Regions from separate parts of the Manis javanica genome. Here region 1 is linked to region 2. The links are chromatin contacts, called in public Hi-C maps. All regions are on one chromosome and are shown on one strand. Each heading gives the region's core, a stretch centred on a gene start, on an enhancer-like site or on the middle of the called end of the contact. The rest is flanking DNA. Distances are from core to core; before and after follow the strand shown.

Evidence for each region. A called contact is a pair of places that touch in the nucleus more often than the background predicts.
Region 1: a contact with region 2 is called in a Hi-C map of blood, with 7 times the contacts expected there. The contact joins the promoter of RNF14 here to the promoter of ARAP3 in region 2. A contact is called at or near these places in 2 of 2 Hi-C or Micro-C datasets (blood and fibroblasts).

Annotation. Positions count from the first base shown.
Region 1 is chr14:88,412,294-88,419,461 of MJ_LKY, reverse strand. It overlaps RNF14 (ring finger protein 14), which reads right to left and starts at 4,967. Exons shown (of 9, transcript XM_037016331.2): 1 at 4,829-4,967; 2 at 2,467-2,609; 3 at 1,099-1,280; 4 at 1-124. The coding sequence starts at 1,252.
Region 2 is chr14:88,165,474-88,171,984 of MJ_LKY, reverse strand. It overlaps ARAP3 (ArfGAP with RhoGAP domain, ankyrin repeat and PH domain 3), which reads left to right and starts at 1,293. Exons shown (of 33, transcript XM_073221863.1): 1 at 1,293-2,111; 2 at 3,642-4,182; 3 at 4,298-4,359; 4 at 4,467-4,578. The coding sequence starts at 3,659.

The DNA.
Region 1 (7,168 bases), core at 3,718-6,217, 240 kb before region 2:
AGTGTGAATGAAGGTGGGGAGGAGGATGGATAATCTGGTGGCAGTTCAAAGTTCAGCACAAGTGGAGGCAGAAAGCAAATGGTGTATTCAAAGTCACTATTCTGGAGACACTCATTTGAATTGCCTGAACCGAAAACAAAGATTAAAAAGGATCAGTTGGTCACCTGAGTGTCCATTACTATTGAGCAGTGCTCAAGAAAGACTTAATGCTTTAGTTGAGGAGCTAAAAACCCTCCCCAAAAGCACTTTCTAGTCCCTATTTTAACTTCACAGCCACCACCTTACAGAAAAATTCCATTGGCCCTTGAAAAATGTACTAAGCTCCACAAAATATAAAGTTACACAACTTACTCTTGTATACACTTTTGAGTACAATTCCTAACACTACGCAAAACACAATGTTTTCTTCTGTTGTTTTATAGTAGTGATTTTTAAAGACACAATCCAGAGAAAAGGACGTTTATTTCTAACAAGGAGCCATGACCTATTTAGACCAGCATGTGCCAACTACACAGGAATCACAGTTTGGGAGAATCTGCGCCAACACGATGATCTCAGGCTTGAGGCAAGATACAGCACACAACCCTCTCACAAATCAAAGCTTCATTTTAAATCACCACGTTTACTTTCCTTACTCAACGCCTTTACAGAGAAACATTGTGAGAAAGTGTGCATCGAAGTCTTCTGTGAATATCTGTATCAAAAGCAGCCGTTTCTTGTGTTTTTTCCCCTGAAGCAAAAGCTCGCAGCGTACCAGCACGTGTCGCCTGTGTACAGCAGCTGAAAGGAGCCTGGAAATCCAACAGTACTAACCACCACCGTGGTATTTCAAAGCTTTCCAAGCGTTTTCACATACATTATTTCATTCTCTTATTATCCCTGTTTAACAGCTAACGACTCATGGCTGACAAACTGCTGGTTAGAAGACTAGAATGCATGAAACACACAGAGTCGTATCCTAGTTCAGTAATCCAAAAGGCAGAATCAGTTGATCCTCCATCTATCACTAATGCCTATAAACAGATGATAAATAAATTAGGGTACACTAAGAAACTGAAATTTTAGAAGTATCTGTTCAAGAGAATATTATTGACTAACCGCGCACAAATATCTTGAAATTTTGTGGTAAGTCCAAATAAATCCTGGTTTCTCCACCCTGGACAGACTCTGCTTTCCTAAATTCATCTCCATCATAAATACTCGCCAGGGCCAGCAATTCATCCTCCTGAGCTTCTCGGTCTTCTGACGACATTTAATTTTCTGAGGAGCTGAAGATAATCATTCAAGTCAGTTAAGAATAGAAAAGGCACAGAGTTTGGAAAAGTTTAGTGGCACCAAAAAAAAAAAAAAAAGTTCCTTTATAAACAACTGCAAAGGAAAGGATTAATCAGTATTCTCATTTTTTCTGTTGAACAAAAAATAATAGGTGTGTTTATTATTTCGATAGCTTTGCAACAGTAACAGCTTTTCAAAAAAAGATGGCTGTGGTGCTTCTGCTTGACTTTTTCAGTTAGGTATGACTGATTTAGGAGAAAAAGCATACTTTAAAAAGTTTTTTTTTAAAAAGGACACATTACTTTGACTTGCTCACAAAAGGAGTCCAAGTATATTTGATATACTTTTTAAAAATAAATGAATTTTTTAAACCCACAGAAATCTCTAGGGCAGATTTTCTCAGCTTCAACATTATTGACATTTTGGAACAAATAATTTTTTTTGTGGGAGGCTGTACCTCGTATTATAGGATGTGTAAGACATCCCTGGCCTCTACCTGTTAAATTCCAATAGTGTCCCTTTCTCTCAAGAGTTGTGACAATCAAATCTCTCTCCAGATACAGCCAAATGCCCCCCACCAAACTCTTGTAGGGGGTGGGAGGGACAAAACTGCTCCCAGTTGAGAACACCTTGTTCTAGAGAATGATACAGGGCACATACTATATATAATACATAACTGAGGAAGCAGCAAAATAATATTACATTTTTGAAATACCACTGTATTTTGTCAAATTGATTTTAACATTCACCATTCTGGGTAACACAAGGAATGAAAATATTCTACAATTAAAGTGTGAATCAACACTTTTTAATCAGTCCAACTGAAAGATGCACAACTTCAGATAATTTAAATGTGGAAAAAATTGTAATGAAAATCTTTGAAAATGAACAACAGATTACTTCTGTCAATTAAAATATTTGACTACAATTACATCTGCAAATATGCTCCATATTGACTAAAATTTTTTAAAATTTAAAATCTGCACAACTGAAGTCAGGAGACGGTTTTTTATATTATAAAAGGTGACACTATAAAATTTAGACAAATTAATTTAAAATTATTCCATTTCCAAAAATACTTTTTTTCCCTGCAGATGAGAATGCTTCTGCATAAGCTGCATCCATACCCCAAATAGAACTCTATTTGTGGTCAGGTGGTACCTGTTAATAACAACCAGAATAAAAGGATATTAACACTGCAGTCTATATTTCAGTTCAGAGTTTGGAATTCACGCAAATCCCATTTGTTCTCCAGACAGTGGAGATGAAACTGAAGTTGGGTAAGAGGCCAACTTGTGGAACTCATGCTAGATATACTATAGAAATTCTGCCATCTGCAGAAAAAAATACAAAAGATAGTGTTAGGACCCTCTCCGAATTTATATTCTGAATTTCCATTATCACCACTTGAGTCACACATCCTAACACACGGTCAACCCTAATCTACAACTGCACACTACCCTCCCAGGAAAGCCTGAGCCACGTAGTTAAAGAGGTATTTGCGCATCCCAGCAAAGAGACAGGCCTTATCTGACCTCAGCCCTGGGAGAAGCAGAGGAGGGACACCAACGTCTTAAGAGGGGACAGCACTCCCTCCGTGGCCTGTAACAAATTCTTCTTGGATTTGTTATTTCTCCTTTCGTTTTCTGTTCTTCTATTCCTTCATTTCCTATTCCCCTCCAATTTTTCCTCTCACTTGCTAATGAATTCATCTTGCTAGGGACACTCAACATGAGGTTAATTTAAGCATGAGGCAGGATATTCAAAAACAAAATAACAAAAGTATTCATAGACCCACACACACACTTTTAAATTCTATTGTAAATGCTTTAGATCCAGCCTTCTTAACTGGGAGTGGGGGAAGGAATGGGGGGGGGGTTGTTCCATAGACGAGTTATGAAGAATCCTAGGAACATACTGAAATTATACTAAAAAATATTATATAACACCATAATTTTTAAATAGATTCTAAGACGTATGACTCACAAATAAGGTAAACATAAAATTCAGAATCAATTTACATTTACTGAGCACCCATTATGTACCCTATTAGGTCTTTCCACGCTACCTTATTTAAACAATGTTGCCAGGTGTAGTACATGTTGATAACATAATTAAGTTTTTTGTTTCTTTCTGTTTAAGCATTTGTAAATGGAGTGGAAGATGAATTTACAGTTTCTGGTTCTAGGTTAGCGCTCTCCATCTTGTCTGCATGTTGGAATCACCTGAGGCACTGATTTTTAAAAATCTCAAGACCAGGCCATACTCGGGAGCAATTACCCCAGGCCATCAGTAGCTGTCTGGGCTCTCCAGGTGATTCTAAGGTGCAGGTAGGGCTGAAAAATTCTACTCCAGTGATTTCAGTCAACAACTCCTGATGACCTACCCCACCAGATCCCAGCTTCTGAAGCTGCCATGGGGTCCCAGTCCCTTAATTCACATCGCTGACCTACATATCCTCCTGATTTTATCCACTCAGCCTTCAAGACCCACCTAAAAAGCCCCCCTATTCCATATAGACATTTCCAATTACCAAATGGAAATGTCTTTAAAAATCCAGCAAACTTTCTAAACTTTGCTGTGACATTGTCACGTCCCACTCTGCATTACAGTAGTGAAAGAACTTGAACTTCTTCTCCTTCCAGACTGCATTAGTTCCTTAAGGGTAAGAATCAAGCCTTTTGCATCTGTGCATTGTTCTCAGCCTCTAGCAATCCCTTGCATTTGACACTGGAAAAAAATAGAACTGAACTGGGGTGGGATGAGGTGTGTTGAAACGGGGGCCTGAATCAAAAGGTTCAGTGTCTGCTCTGCCACATCCACTAGAAGCAGGAGGCAGAGTTGGTCGTCACAGAAACAGCAAGAGAAACAGTGAGCTCTTAACCCGTGCCAGGCATTGTGCTAAGCCCTTAAATGCATTAGCTCCTGTTAGAGTACCACAACCCCGTGCAACAAGGCCTATTACTATTCCCATTACACAAATAAGAAGAATGATAGTTGAAATCCCTTTCCAGCCAAGGTCACACTGCTGGATTCCCACCACCCCGTTTCTTCATCTGTAACAGGGAGCGAGAATAAACTCCGGCGTAATCAGACAGGGGATATCAAGTTTACTACTAATTCTGGCAAACCGGAAACCGCTACGCCAGTGAGGGAAGCCCTCTTCCGCCGGTTTTCCTTCCGGCCTAGGAAAATAGTCTTTTTCCTCCTGGGCCCCAGCAGGCGGACTTCAGCCCTAGTCACAAACGCCGCCGTCGGCGTCCCCGCCTCTCACCGGCCGGCGTGCCGCGTCGTTTGCGCGACTCACCTACAACCCGCGGGCAGGCCCCCGCCGCCACCGGCCCCGGCTCCCGGGCACAGAGGGCGCTGTGCGGACTGGGGAGCTGGGAGCCGGGGCCCGGGGCCCGAAGGGGTTGGGCCGGACCGTCCCCTTCCTCCGGGCACTCGGAGGGGTCTCGGCCAGGCCCGGGCTTGGGGTGCCGAGGCCCGCTGAGCAGTCCCCGCCCGGCCGCCCTTCCCCGCCGCGCGCGCCCGGAGCGCGGTCCCACCGCACCTTCCGGCCGCCCAGCCGGGCCAGTTCCGAAGGTTCCGCGCTCCGCCCCGGCCCTGGGCTCCCCCTCCGCCCCTCGTGGGCCCGGCCTGAGGACGCCCGGCGTGACCTGCGGACCGCCTCTTCCGTTTTCGGAGCTGTCAGCTGCGCCCGGCGGATCCGGCCGGGGTGGCCCCGGCTTGAGCCGGGCTCTGCGCAGCCGCCGTGTCCGCTCGGGTTCCTCCGCCGCCCTCCGCAGGCCAAATGCGGCACTACATGCGCCCCCCCTGCCCACCGTGCGCCCGGCTGGCCTGCAAACTGAAGTACGCTTCTGGGAAAGTTTATACAAAAGCCGGTTCAGGGGCCTCGTGACGGTAGTTCCTTTCTGTAGTTCTGGGATGGAGCCCGGGAATTCGAATTTTTACCAATTCTAGAGGTGATCGTGAGGCCGCGGTCAGCCGGAGGCAAGCACTCCCCGAACGAAGCCAGACCTGCTCCTCCAGGCCGACTAAGCAAGCCTCCTCCCCCTCCCGCCAATCCCAACTATGTCCTCAGAAATGCTGCGCATCTTTCTGGCACCTCCAGTGTGAAACCACTCACTGCGGATATAACAGTAATAACTACCACGTATGTTGAGCATTTAGGATACTTCCAGCACTTTGCTAAGTGCTTTATGCACACTGTATCTCCACTTTAACCTCATGACCTCGGTACCATTTGTTTTTCCCACTTTACAAGTGAGGAAACTGAAACTTAGGTTCAAGAATTTACCAAAGGGCACATGATTACTGAGAGGCTGAGCAGGAATTTAAGCCACATGGCCCCGCCTTCATGCCATGTACAAGAATAAACTCAAAACGGATCAATGACCTAAATGCCTAAATGTAATAGCTAAAACTGTAAAACTCTTTTAAAAAAATGTCAGAGTAAGTCTTCATGAACTTGGATTAGACAATAATTTCTTAGCTACTACACCAAAAGCACAATAAAAAACAGATTGGATTCATCAAAATCGCAAACTTTTCTGCATCAAAGGAGACTGTCAAGAAAGTGAAAAGACAACCCGTAGAACAGGAAATCATATATCTGATTATTTGCAAATCATATATCTGATTAGAGTGTAATATCCAGAATATGCAAAGAATAGCAACTCAATACAAAGACAACCCAATTTAAAAATGAGCAAAGGATCTCAATAGACATTTCTTCAAAGAAGATACATAAATGGTCAGAAAGCACATGAAAAATGCTCAACATTATTAGTCATCAGGGAAATGCAAGTCAAAACCACAATGAGAAATCACTTCACACTCATGACAGCTGTAATTAAAAGACTTAATACCAAGTATCGGTGAGGATGTAGAGAGTTGAAACTTCATACACTGCTGGAAATGTAAAATTCCTACTTTGGAAAACAGCTTGACAGCTCCTCAAAAAGTTAAACATAGAGTTGCAATAAGACCCAGCAATTCTACTCCTAGATATATACTCAAGAGAATTGAAAACATATGTTTACCCAAAAGCTTATACACAAATGTACAAGTATATTTGTACATTTGTATATAGTAGTCATAAATGTACACTACAGCCATAGTATTCACAATAGCCAAAAGTGGAAACAATTCTAATGTCTATCAGTGGATAAATAGATAAACAAAATGTGGTATATCCATACAATGGAATATTATTAAGTTATTAAATTCATGCTATAAAAAGGCATGAATTACTATATATGTGCTACAACATGGATGAGCCTTGAAAACATTAGGCTATGAGAAAGAAGTCAGGCACAAAAAGCCACATATTGTATAATTCCATTTATATGAGATGTCCAGAGGAGGCAAATGTATAGGGCAGAAAGTAGGTTTAGTGGTTGCGAGGGGCTGAGGCAGGAGGGCATGCGAAGTAACTGCTAATGGTTATGGGGTTTCTTTTGGGGGATGGAAATATTGTGGAATTAGATGGTGGTGATGGTGGCACAAATTTGTGAATATTCTAGAAACCACTGAATTACACATTTTTAAAGTGTGAGTTATATTGTATGTTAATTATATCTCAATACCAAATTTTTTAGATACATGTAGATACAAAGGACTAGTCTCAGTACTTAAATGGAATGCTGAAATGTTGGTTCCCAGGGGAACCATAAAACTAATGTGTCCCTAATGACCTAATAGGCTCCTGTGTCCTCCTTATCATAAACTTCTTCCCCTAGAAAAGCAGCTTGCATAGCTAGGCCTCTAACCTAAGCCTCCAGAAATCTAAAGGTAACCACCTCTGTCTCCCAGGCAGGACTGGCTTCATGGGGGAGCACCTGTAAAGTCACACAGGCCCCTAAGCTCAGCAGGGACTCAAGCTTAGAAG
Region 2 (6,511 bases), core at 44-2,543:
TCCTTCAATTACAACAGTAGCAATGAACCAGTCATATTAGCCATAACTATGGCTTTGTCACCAATAAAAATCACATATTTGCTATCACATTACAGTATTGCAAGTATTTTGAAATATCATTTATGCTCATCACTGCTTCAAAATTATGAGAATATCAACCTACTGCTAGATCTTATTTAAAAGATTAATAAAGAAACACATATATTACTACATCTAAAAGTTTTATAACTGTACTGCAGTATAATTGGTTTCCTTTGTAATCCTACATATTTCATTTTATGCATTTTAAAACATTATCCTGAGACTAGATCCATAGGGTTTACCAGACTGCCAAAGGGGAACATGACTCAAAAAATGTTCCCGACTCCTGAATCGGGCTCCTGCCCTGGCTCCTGAGCAGAACCCCCAGCACCTATCCCTGAAAGTTCCGTGTGTCCTGTACCCCACTCCCTTCTCTTGCTGGGTTGCTATGAACCCTCTAAGAAGCAGCTATCAAGGCAGGATGAAATGTGCAAGGATTTGATTGCGGGAAATGCCCGTAAGAGAGCAAGAGCCAGCGCCTGGGAGAGGGGCAGGAAGGCCGGGAGGAAGCCCCCTAGACCATTCTGCAGTGGGTGAGGGACGTTCAACAGGGCCCTGGGAGAATCCTCCAGATGTCAGCGGTCAGAGGAGGCTCCTCTCTCTCAGGAATGGGCCGGCGTTGGGACCTCTGCTGAGCCTGGTCATTGGCTGGGAGCAGCCCAGGGGGCAGATGGAAGGAGCTGATGGATTTCAGAGAGAAGCCGCTGAGGCCCTTGGTCAATTGTTGCTTTTTACAGTTCAAAGTATGTGAGGAGTGTTCTCCCGGCCCCACAGCTGCCCATCCAGAAATGTCTCCTTATCTTTAAAAGGGAGGTGATGAAATTTCCTATCTGAAGGGTTGCTGTGAGGATTAATAGAAACTTTGCAAAGCAATGTGGGCACATTATCTGGGACATAGCCCTCAGTAATTGGTAGCATTTTTATGGACATTTTAATTATTAATTATTACAAATTATCATTCTCTTTCTCAGAAAGGACCCCAGGCAGTGCCTCCCCAAGTTGCGGCAGTTGGGAGAGGTGGGCACCACTTCCCCACACTCCCCTCATCTCCCCCTGAGGTAGGGGTCTTCCCCTAGCTACTGGTAGTTCTTGTGTCTGCTGACTCACAGCCAACTTCCTCTCGTACAAACAGGAAAACACTGCTGGCCAACAGCTCCCCCAGCACATACAGTTAGCCTGCTCAGCTCTGAGGGGGAAGTGCCTCGGGTTCCAGCAGCATCCTGAGCTGCGGCCCCCAGCAAGATCGGGAAGGGAAAGGAGCTACCTCTACTCGGCCCTGTCCTCTCCTCCCAAACCCCAGCCAACGCAAAAAAAGAAAAAAAAAAGAAAAAAAAAGAAAACTGCAGGAGGATGAGGGGAAAGGACTTCTCCCACGGATGAAAAAGTCTGCTTGCTGGCTCACTGTGCTTGCAGGACGCCAGCTTTAGCCTCAAAAAGGCAGCCCCAAGCCCTGGTTTCCGAGTGGGGATGTCGCCTTGCTGCCCATCATCCCTGGGGAGGGAGGAGCGGATGGGGACCCCTCTGCCCCTTTTCCCCCAGCTCAGATGGCCGGGCTCCAGGGCTCCTCAGCCTGGACGTGTGCGGCTATCCGTCTGCCAGCCCCTGTGCCCCCATCAGCTGGGTGTTAGGGCCCAGCCCCTAGCAGAGCGGGAGAGGTGTCCTGGGGGCTTAGGGCTGGCCCCTCCTGGCAGGACGGGGAGGGGATGGGAAGCCGTCCTCGGCGCTCTGCTTTCCTCCCTGCCTCTTTGTCCCTCTCTCTAGGGCTGCCTCGGCCCCCAGCCCTGATCCGGCCCCTTTCTGGGCCCCACGAGGGCAGGGCTGGCCGGGCCCGAAGATAAGCGCAGGGGTTGGGTAAGGAGCCCAAGCCCTTTGAAGGCCGGCGCTTGCACAAGGAGCGGCGGGCCCGGCGGAGGAAACCGGCCGGCGGGGCGGGGCGGGGCTGGGCCCCGTCGGGGGCGGGGCCGGCGCGGCGGGGCTGGGGCCCCGGACGGCGCGGCGGGCACGGGCAGCGGACGGCGGCCGCCGAGGAGGTGAGGACCCCCGCGCCCCCGGGCCTCTGCCTCCCAGACTCCTCCCCATCCCCTCGTCAAGGGCCTTCGGGGGCTCCCCTCCCCGCCCTGCGCCGCGACCCGCCCCTGCCTCCCCTCGCCCGGCCTCTGCCCCCTCCCTCGCCGCGGCCCGCGCGGCCCGGCGCTGCCCGGCCCGCCCCCGGCACTCCTGCCCGGCGCGCCTCCTGGTTCCCAGTCCCGTGCCCTCGTCCTGGCCTGAGTCACCGGGAAACCGGGCCCTACGTCAAGGCCGGAGGCGCAGCACCCAGGCCCTGGCTTGGGGATGGGGCCCAGACGCAGGGGCAGAGACAGGCCAGAACTGATGCCGGGGCGATGGGGCGTCCTGGTCAGGACCCCGCAGGGAGAAACCGGGAGAGATCCGTGGAGGCAGAGGCAGACGGAAACCCAGAGGCAGAGGTGACAGAGACACAGATACAAGGAAAGAGCTAGTTAAAATTGGAAACTGAGGCAGGGAGAGGCTTAATGACAGAGAGCAAGACAAGGAGAGGGACAAAGCTGAGTTCAGAGGCAGAGACAGGGACAGGGCAGAGCTGGAAGTCGGAAGAGGCAGAACCTGAGGTGACCCAGAGAACAGACCTGGGCCAGAGTCAGGCTGTGGAGCTGAGGGGGACAGAGCCACAGAGACCCAGGCCCAGACGCAGGGAAAAGTGAGGCCTGAGAAGAGGAAGGCTTGGCCAAAGCAGAGGTGGGGGTGCCATTTCACATTGCTGCATCCCCACCGGGGTTTGCATGCCTGTGTGTGAACATGCCCCAGGTGGGTGGAGGGTGAAGACCCTGGCGTACTCCTGGCCTGTAGTCCCCATCTCTCTGGCTGCCCCCCTCCCTAAGGGGTCTCTGCTGGAGGCCAGGACCCCACATGCTGGGACTAGTTAGCACTCTCTGGGCAGCTTGACCAAGGCAGGCAGGATGTGGGGGCCGCCAGGGCTGGAGGGACAGGAAGGAAGTCTGAGCAGAGACAATAGGTGGAAGGGGAGGAGGAACTGGGAACAACCAGGATTAAGATGGCCGAGCCCGCACCTCAGCTCTGGAAAACAGTGGGACTGGGATCGGCACCCTCTCTCCCGACTCCGCCACAGCTGCCCCTGTGCACACATCCCGGGCCTCTTCCTCCCCACCGTCCACTCCGTCCTGCCCCTGCAGGGTTCAAGCATCTTATCCTTAGTGGCTTCCTTAGTTGAATGTATAGTAATACAAAAGCAGAGTTTTGACCCAGACCCGGCCTGGGCAAGAGCTTGGGGGCTGTCTCTACCACTGACGTGCTGTGAGCCTGGGGCAAGCCTCTGTCCTTCTCTGGGCCTCAAAGAGATTCTCTTGTACTGAGAAAGACCTTTCTGATGTTTTGGGGTGGCTTTGCCTCCAGACTGCTGGCCTCTGGTTATTTTTCTTTGGAGGAAGACTGAATTCTGGTACCCCCTGTCCAGGCCTCCGACCTTGGGACAGGGAGGGGGAATCTCGGCCTGAGCCCTCCCTTCACCATTCCCCTCCCCCCAGCAATGGCTTGAGCCCCCATGGCTGCCCCTCAGGACCTGGACATTGCTGTGTGGCTGGCCACGGTGCACCTGGAGCAGTATGCAGACACATTCCGGCAGCACGGCCTGGCTACAGCGGCTGCAGCCCGGGGCCTGGGCCACGAGGAGCTGAAGGAGTTGGGTGTCAGCGCCACAGGGCACCGAAAACGCATTCTGCGCCTGCTGCAGGCGAGCACTGCAGAGGGCTTCCTGGAGGAAGCTACCCCATCGGATAATGCCATGGAGCCATCCCCTAGCTCAGCCCTCCAAGCCCCGCTCCACAAGCCTGTGCCTAAGCCCAGGACAGTATTTGGTGGGCTCAGTGGCCCTAGCACCACCCAGAGGCCTGGGTTGAGCCCAGTGCTTGGGAGACCAGAATTGTCCAGGAGCCCGGAGTCCAGCCCTCCGCTCCCCACCTCTGACTCTGAGCAGCCTGCAGCCACCATGAGTACTGTGGAGATGATGCCCAATGCTATCTACTTTGGCCTGGACTTCCGAGGCAGGGCCCAGGCAGCACAGGATGTGTGAGTGGGCTTGGCTCCCTGGGACCCCGGTGCTGGGTGGGGGCAGGGGAGAGCAGGAATGAGGGCTTGTCCTGCTTCCTCTCTTCCTTAATGACCACTAGACCTTTCCCTTCAGGGCACCAGACAGCACCCAGACAGCCGCCCCTACCCCTGCCCTCAGGCCCACAACAGGCACAGGTAGGTGGGTTATCATGGGTTGGGGGAGAGGGACTGTACCCTTCAGGACCTCAGACATTCCACCGTGATCTCCTCTTCCCTGTCTCTCCCATGCCTCCCCCTGCCAGTGCACATCATGGACCCTGGTTGCCTTTACTATGGTGTCCAGCCTGTGGGAGCCCCAGGGGCCCCTGACAGAAGAGAAGGCAGAGGTGTCTGTCAGGACAGGGCTGAACACAGGTGAGTAGTCAGTGAAGTGGTGATGGCAGGAGGAGGGGAAGCCTGAGGAGCAGTTGAGCGGGTGGCAGCCATGTATCCGGTTATTAATCACCTGTGCATTAAGTGTCCACTGTGTGCTACTCAGCTACTCAATGCACAGATATAACGACCCAGTGCTCCCCCGCAGGCAGCCTGTGAGCCTGTGAAGCAGACCAGAAATAAAACAGTAGACAAACAGATAGATATATAATTTGGAACAGGGAGAAGCGCTTTTCATTCTTTTATTTAACAAATCTTCATTGAGCACTTATTGCATGCCAGATGCTATTGTAGATACTTGGTGTAGATCAGAAATTCCTGACCTTGTGGGGAGACAGTCAATTAACTATAAATATAATAAATAAGTTATATGTTAAAAGGTGCAAAGTGCCATGGGAAAAAATAGAACAAGGTAAGAGGGCTGGGATGGAGTAAGGGGGGAGTAGATCACAGATTTTCAAGGGTTGTCAGGGTATTAAGAAGATGATATTTGAGTGAAAGCTTGAAGGGGGGGAGGGAATTAGCCCTGAGGTATCTGGGAGAAGAATCCCAGGCAGAGGGAGTGGCCAGAATCGAGGCTGCAAAGAGCTCTTGTCTTTTACTCTGTGTGAGATGGGAAGACATTGGAAGTGTTCTGACTGACATTCTAAGAATCCCCGTATTTGCTTTGTTGGAAATAGTCCGCAGTGGGCAAAAGCAGAAGCAGAGAGACCAGGTAGGAGGTTATTGCTGTCATCTAGGTGAGACATCTCAGACTAGGGTGACAGAGGGGGAGATGTGGTTGGATCTGGGTTGGATCTTGAAAGCAAACTGTCCTAGTAAATTGGGGTGTGAGAAAAGAGTGGTCAAGAATGACTTCAAGGCTTTCTGTCTGAGCCTGCACTGTCCATGTTTCTGTCTGAGCCACTAGCCATGTGTTGAGTCCTGAACATATGAAATCTATCTAGTCTGGAGTGAGATATACCGTAGCTGCACCAAATTTAAAGACTTAGTACGAGAAAAACAATCTTGGGTGAATATAATGTATATATAGATGTAATATAAATTACCCTCATAATTTTTATACTGATTACATACTAAAATGTTAATGTTTTGGGTATACTGGTTTAAATAAAATATTACTTAAATGAGTTTCACCTGTTTATTTTTTTAATGTGGCTACTAGGAAATTTAAAATTACCTGTGTGGCATTTGCTTGACTTCTGGTGGACAGTGCTGTTTGAGCAACTGAGAGTTCCTGGCATTGCCATGGTCTGAGAAGGGGTAGACTGTGTGTAAAGCAGGTGGAGGTAGGGGGGCTTAAAGGGTCAGTTTTCAGCGTGCTGAATTTGGGGTGTATGTTATACATCCAAGAAGAGATGACCAATAATAGGCCATGGGATATATAAGCCTGGAGTGCAGGGGACAGGTCTGAGCTGGAGATCGGAATTTGTGAGTTGTCTGCCTTCAGATGGGTATGTGTGGCTGTGAGTGAGTACTGAGAGAGCAGAGGACCAAGATCAGAGGCCTGGCTCACCCCAATATCAAGAGGTTGGGAGAAGAGGAAGAATCAGCAAAACACACTAAAAAGAAATGGCTTGTGAAGGAGGAGGAAATCCAGACGAATGTCCTAGGAGGCAAGCTAAGAGCGTGTGTAAGGATGAGGGCGAGGTGAGCTGTCAGGGGCTGCTGGGAGATCCCGGAAGATGAGGACTGAGCACTGACTGGAATTTGTAACTGGGAGGTCACTGGGGACCTTGACAAGGGGTGGGGGTGAACGCCTGATCAGAGTGGGCTCAAGAAAGAACAGAAGGAGAGGAGTTGGAAATGTAGACAACAGTTCAGTTTTTTTTTTGCAAAGAAGAGCTGAGAACTGGAGTGGTAGTTGATAGTGGAAGTGGAGTCGGGAAAGGGAATTTTGAGGGCGTAATGTCAT